Regions from separate parts of the Mus musculus genome. Here region 1 is linked to region 2. A link is a contact called in public promoter capture Hi-C data. All regions are on one chromosome and are shown on one strand. The core of a region is the stretch at or near the end of the contact, and the rest is flanking DNA. Distances in the headings are between cores, read along the strand shown.

Evidence for each region. Promoter capture Hi-C pulls out the DNA fragments that hold promoters and counts their contacts.
Region 1: a promoter capture Hi-C map of hippocampal neurons shows a contact between it and region 2, with 2.8 times the contacts expected there. The contact joins the enhancer-like site here to the promoter of Prdm5 in region 2. A contact is called at or near these places in 2 of 39 promoter capture datasets (hippocampal neurons and macrophages) and 4 of 115 datasets of contacts at active chromatin or transcription factors (the SCID.adh cell line, embryonic stem cells and fibro-adipogenic progenitors).

What each region holds. Positions count from the first base shown.
Region 1 is chr6:65,816,034-65,819,627 of GRCm38.p6, reverse strand. All of the region lies in intron 2 of Prdm5 (PR domain containing 5), which reads right to left. Among named protein-coding and RNA genes, the nearest start is that of Prdm5, 39 kb to the right of the region's middle. Within about 2 kb of position 1,362, at least 21 of the 459 cell types and tissues checked have an H3K27ac peak or open chromatin away from gene starts, as enhancers often do. A contact at or near this core is called in the SCID.adh cell line and hippocampal neurons, where this site is marked.
Region 2 is chr6:65,777,046-65,780,236 of GRCm38.p6, reverse strand. Prdm5 (PR domain containing 5) reads right to left here and starts at 1,275. Exons shown (of 15, transcript NM_027547.2): 1 at 1,044-1,275. The coding sequence starts at 1,136.

The DNA of each region.
Region 1 (3,594 bases), core at 113-2,612, 39 kb before region 2:
CTGGCAATTGAACCTGTGTCCTCTGGAAGAGCAGCTAATGCTTGTAAACTCTGCGCCATCTCTCCAGCCCCTAGACCCATTTTTTATTGTAACACATAGATCAGAGCTTCACTTTGAAACTACACAGGCCAAAAGTAAGCAACCTCACAACAACTCATACAAAGAAAATCAGCACTGTTCTCAAGGAGACTTGTGGGCTACAATTCTCATTTAATTGCCCAGGATAATGGCAAATGCCCTTGATGGACACAAAAATGCAAAGTAACCAGAACACAAACAGCACCTGTGCTGCTCAAATAGTAACCAACCAACAATGCCAACACCAAGGGACTACACAAGTATAGAAAGACTAGGAAGAGAAGTACTGAGACAAGAAAATGTACAGAAACCAGTAAGAGATGTTCTAACCTCATCTAAGCACAGGGATCAATGCTAATAATAGCCTGCCAAACCTGTGAGTGTAAGCAATAAAAAGGAAGTGCAGTGTTAAAAGTACCAGGGGAGGAAGACAAACAATGTAAGAAACGGGTGAGCAGAGGAAGGTGGGCGAAATCAGGCTTCCAGAATAGGTGATGGGAAGAACTGGGAGAGAGGAAGTCGAAGCAAGAGTGCAAGCAGGAGAATGAGAGAAGGGTCAGGGCAGCTTGCCTCTGATTTTACTACCCATGCACATTCCAACTACACCCAGGGCCCTAACTGAAAGAAACACATACAGCTGGCTCTGCTATGAGCCCCAAATCACCTCACACCTACAAGACTTATAATAAATTCCTTTCATCCAATAAATATTGGAGGTTTGCACAAAGAAATCAAAGATCAAGAATATGTAGTTACTGCTATGAAAGAGCTCAGAGCTCTTGAGAAAAGGCAAAGGCAAACATCACAGGTGCTGAAAACTGGCCTTCAGTGAGGAAAGAGTGGGCCATGAGCAAGCACAGGTCAAATAAAGACAAGACCAACAACACATAGATGGGATGGACTACATGAAGCATCAACACGTGGGTAGGAAGTACTGAGGGACAGGAACAAAGAACACAGAGGCAGGAAATACCAAGGAACCATGATAGAGAACAGAGGGACAAGAATGAAGAACAGAGCGACAGGAAGTGCTGAGGAACAAAGAGAACAGAGAGACGGGGCTTCCACATGGCTCTTGTGCAATATGAAAAAAGAGTACCACCCACCTTTTCATTAGTCAGGAGAATCAAAGATTCTAGATTCTTCCTAAGGGGGAGATTTATTCCATTTAACATCTGGGTAGGCTGTGCCTCTGCAAGCAAAGTCAGCTACTACAATGCATTAGGGTGATTGTGTATAGAAATCATTTGTCTATTTTCTCAAACTGGTATGAACAGATGGTGGGGAGGAACAGTCTGTGTATGGCTTGCTTTTGCCAGGTTCTGCCTGTTGGAGGAGTATCCTTTCTGTGCAGGATCCTGTCAGCATCCCAGCCTGTGAAGCTGAAGGTTTCTGGGGGATGCTTCTCGTTGACAAAAGGTTTTCCTGATGTTGATCAGAAACATGCTTCTCCAATTCCAATCACAGCATTTTGTCTTGTTTTAGGTCTGCCTAACAGCTAAGTTTCAGCATTTCCCACATGACATCACAGTGAATCACATGATTATAACTATTGTTGCTTTCTGTTCTTCAAGTCTCCTCGCTGACTGACAGGTCAAAAGCTTCAGATCTTCTCCTTGTGTAGCTCATGAGCTTGCAATGCCGGCTCTACCAATTTCTAAGTCTATAACACTCCTACCAACAGGAGACACAGTGCTACAGCCTGATTCTCTACCATTCACAGAAGTTCTTCTTTTGTTACAGTCTGGGTTTTGTTCTGTCTGCTAAATAATACCCATAATACCCATAACTTATACGCATAAGTCAAGTTTACACTGAACTCATTTGCATACAATAAGTATTAAGTCTATACCCTCCATTCTAACTAAAACCTACCTAAGCTGAATTTCAGCATTTGCATTTGCTCTATTACGCTGCCTATTAGAAATTCATGAAGTAAATAAATATCCTATAATCTATTAGGCCTGTGAGATGGCTCAGCAAAAAAAGGCACCTGTTGCCAAGCCTGATGACTTGAATTCAACTCCTGGGATTCACACGGTGGAAGGAAAGAAAATATCCGTACGAGTTGTCCTCTGACCTGCACTCATATAATATGGCATGCATACAAACATACACAATTTTTTAAAAATGTAATAAAATTTAAAATATACAAATATTACTCATCTCTCATACCCATTAAGAGACTACAACTAATACCAATAACAAACAATAAACAGCAATGTCAGTGAGAAAGGCGAGACAGGAGAACTTCTAAATAATGTTGATGGGTGAAAAACGCAGAGCTCCCTTGGGAAATCAAAACTAGTACTATTTTCTATGTATAAACCTAAGACTTGGAATCAGACTCTTCAGAGAGTCATCTACAGACACGTATTCCTATGTCATTCAGAACAGCTGAGAAGCAGAAGCGGTCACAATACCTATCAATAGATAACTGGTGCTGAAGATGTTATACAAACTAACAATGACATCTCACTTAGCCTTCACTAGGAAAGAAATTCTCCCACTTGCTGCAACACACTGAACCTTGAAACCATGGTTAAGGAAATAAGGTGACTATTAGAACAACAACAATGAAGAAATACTGTCCAAGTTCACTTATTTGAGTTATCAATCAAAGTCACAGAAATTGAAAGTAGAACCATGGGCTGGGTTTGGGGAAAATGGAAAAGTACTAATGGTACATAGTGCTAGATTTGTAACATAAAAAGCTAAGGAGATATATTCCACAGCAATGTATATAACTTTACCACTACATTGAACTGTATGTTAAGTGTAAAGGGCTGAGAAATTGAGCCCTTGGTTGGATTCCCAGGACAAAGAAGAAGAAGAAGAAAGAAGGAGGAGGAGGAGAAGAAGAAAGAAGAAAGAAGAAAGAAGATAGCCAGATGATAGATAAGTGGTACAATTACTATAGTAAGTTTAGGATAGTCTTTGTGTAGTACGCCTTTAATCCCAGCACTCAACTGTCAGAGGCAGGCAAATCTCTGTGAGTTTGAAGACAATTGGTCTGGTCTACATGGTGATTTCCAAGTGATCCAGAACTATATAGTGAGACCCCGTCTCAACAACAAACAAACAAACAAATAAATGTCATTGATTATTCACAAGTGTTAAAGCCGTAAAAGAAGGAGGAAGCCTCTCCATCTCCAACCCTCATTCTCAGTCAGAGATAATGCAGCCAAGGATGCTCCTTGTCAGAAATGTTGAACAGGCAGGAGCAAAACAGACCTTAGCTTTTAACTCTTTAATCAGATTTACTCATCCTGTTTCTTCTGTGAGTGTTTGGCTTACGTGTATGCTTGTACACTGTGTGCATGCTTAGGGACAGAGAAGGTCACAAGAGGGCATTGGATCCCCTGAAACTGGAGTTACGGGTGGTTATTGAAGGGATCTATATCAGCTCAGGACACCCAAGGTCAAGTTCTCAGCACAAAAGAGACTTTCCCCAGATTGGCAAAGGGCAGGAAATAAGAGACAGTGACAGGAGATAGAAGATTTGAAGAGGGAGGG
Region 2 (3,191 bases), core at 26-2,525:
ACTCATCACTAAATGGAATGAAGTATTAACTCCTGTGTTTTGTTTGTCTACATTTAATATGTGAGTTGTTTTTTGTTGTTGTTTTGTTTTGTTTTGACCACTTGACCTATGGTAACTTCTTGTAGGTCATGTTGTGAGCCCAGAGCTACATTCACACACTACCCTCTGAACCTCTGCTTTTCTAAGTATCTGCTAACAGGGCAAAATCAAAACAGCGAGGAGAGGCCGGGAACGTGTCAGGGGCAAGGTTTATAAACATGTTGTTCCATAACAGAATGTTCTAGAAAGAGCATATGTTTTCCTTTCAGAAACCATGGGTTTGAAGCTTAATTCGTTAACTTGGCAGGTTAACTGCAGCATTCCTATGCTCACCTCTTAAATGATAACTAAAAGACAGTTCCCCAGAGTACTGAGGGGTAAAGTCAAATGATATATATGGACAAAGTACCAAGCATTGGCCCTGCTCTGTGAACCTTGGATCTGCTTACTCTAGATGTCTCTGCCCTGACTCCTCTATTTCAAGTCTGCTAACCCACAATAGCTCAAGCCACCATGTTCTAAAGTTATAACTTAAGATTTGGAGCGCTCTGGTTTCCTGTCTTCTACATCTCTCCAATGAACAACCAACATCTATAGTGGGTCATCTCACAGACAGGGAAACCTGCGCTTAACTTGATCCCATGCCTGTGCCGTTCTGGAAGGTGATCCAATGCCAGGATAAAATTCAAAAACTCAAAGAAAATAGGCCGAAGATCCAGATACCACCCCCAGGATGGCAATGTCGGGAAGGCCTGCTTCTGTGGCTCCCGGGCCTGCACTGGGCTGCAAGCTGCCAGGGCCCATCTGCACAAGCAGTGAGGGGTATGACCAGGCTGCCAACTGTTCAGAATTCAGGAGCCGTCCGGCGCTGGGCTGGGGGAGACTGCAGCCCATGGGAGCCTCTCGCCACAGCCGCGAAAGACAACCAGACACCCGCTCCCTACAGGCCCGTTCTCCCCGCAGGCCCTGGGACGTGGCGCGGCCTGAGCGGGCCGCTCACCCACCTTGCGCACGCGGCGGGCCGTGTAGAGCCCCATCCCGTCCTGGACCCGGGACGACTTCAGGGCGAACCTGTCTGGTACGTACATGCCCAGCATCCTCCGTGGCTCGGCCGCGCTCCGGAGGCGCCGCACGTGGAGATGGGGTGCGGGCCTGGGGCGGCCGGGAGGAGGAAATGAGCTCGGCTCCCAGAATCCCCACCTCCCTCCTCGGCTCCCCGCGGCCAGGCCCCTCCTCGGCCGGGGCAGGCGCGGCCGGAGCGGTGGGGAGCCCAGGCCACCGGGCCGCGCTGATTGGCCCAAAGTTTGTGGCGCCGGCTGGAAGCCTCAAACCCCAGGCCATGGAGCTTCCAGCTCCGAGATGAGGATGAGCCTGTAGCCACATCGACCCTCCTCACCATCTCTGCGTTCGGCAGAGGTTCCCGCATCTCCTCAGATGCAGAATGAAATAGGCCTTGGCATTTCCAAAACAGCCTTTTGCTAACCACAGCCGAGACCAACCCAGAAAGTCTGGGAAACCTTTGAGTCTTACTGGATGAGTGTTCCAGGGTTGAACTAAGGAGAGGCCAAGGAGTCTGCTCTATTTCAAGATGAGAATTGGATATAAGTATTTAAGTAATATGGTGAGGAGCCTTCTGGAAAGTGATTATTACTTTCCAAGGCTTGTGACTACCAAGTCCTCTTACCAGATTTGTTCAAGTCAGACCCCGGGCCTTGCATTCCATTCAACAAGACTGGGTTACCAGTCCTTAATAGACCAGTTATCCTGGTTAGGTTTTTTTTGTTAACTTGACACAAGCTTGAGCCCTCTGGGAAGCTGGAATTTAAATTGAGAAAATGTCCCCATCAGATTGCTCTGTAGGAAGTCTGTGGATCATTTTTCTGGATTAAAGATTGGAATGGGAGGGTCTAGCACATTGTAGATGGTGACATCCCTGGGTCACATGGTCCTAGGTTGTCTTTTAAAAAGGCAAGCTGAGCAAGCCATAGGGAGCAAGCAGTGTTTTGTTCTGGCTCCTGCTTCCAAGTTCCTGCCTTGAGCTCTTGGCCCTGACATTTTTCAATGATGGACCAAGATGGGAAACATACGCCTCTTGCCCTGTCCTCTCCCCCAAAAAGTCCTTTCCTCCCCAAGTTCCTTTTGGCCAGAATGTTTTATCACAGAAAATAGAAATCAGAGTAGAAAGCAGAGTAGCTGTTAAAAGGACTGTAATGTAGTCCTTGGTAATGTCTCGCCAAAACTCATGTGTTGAATACTTTTGGGAAGTGATTGTATAAGGAATGTTCTAGCCTAGTCAATGGATTCATCCATAGACATATTCATTATCCAGTGCTACTATTGGAAGCTGGTAGAACTTAAAAGATAGAGCCTGATAGGACAACGTAAGTCATTAAATGAGCATTCTCTTAAAGGACATTAAGGTCCCTCTTCATCTTTCTCTGATTCCTGGATGCCAAGGTGAGCAGCTTTTCTCTACCTTTACATCAACGTGCCTCTGTGTTGCCATGAGACATGAAAGTGATGGAGCCACGAAACCTCTCAGCCCATGAAACCAAATATATCTTGCCTCTCTTTGTTGCGTGTCTCCAGTGTTTCCTTTCCAAGCTAGATAACACATCAGGATAAACACTAAGATGGTTATACTGTGGTCAGTTGTCCAAGTCAATTCATTCAACTGTGTTCAACAAAAGATAAAGCACTGCTTTCTGCAGAAGGATCTATAAGATAAAACTGAGCAGATATGTGTCCTGTTTATACCTACAGTTCACTTATAAATTCAAAACCTGCAGAAGTGATGGAACGTGAAAGTATTTGTAATTAACCAACAAGGCAGGACTAATGTTCTTACACCGATTTCCCCTTTTCCACTATAAAACCAAAGAGTGACTTGAGCTCTGAGTTCTTTTAAAAGAACTTACCTTACCCAACTGTATTGACTCAAACATGACTGATACAACTGTCAGATCTGTTTTGGCTCACAGGTTCAGTTTGGTGAGTTATGGTGAGAAGGTCCTGTAGATTCAATCAGTTCACATAATGGTAGTTCTGGAAACAGCAAGACAATAGGCAACATGGACTAATACAACCAACAAGAACCTACCCCCCCCAAGGCCTACTACCCCCAGCATGTGTCCGCTTCTGAATTTACAGAG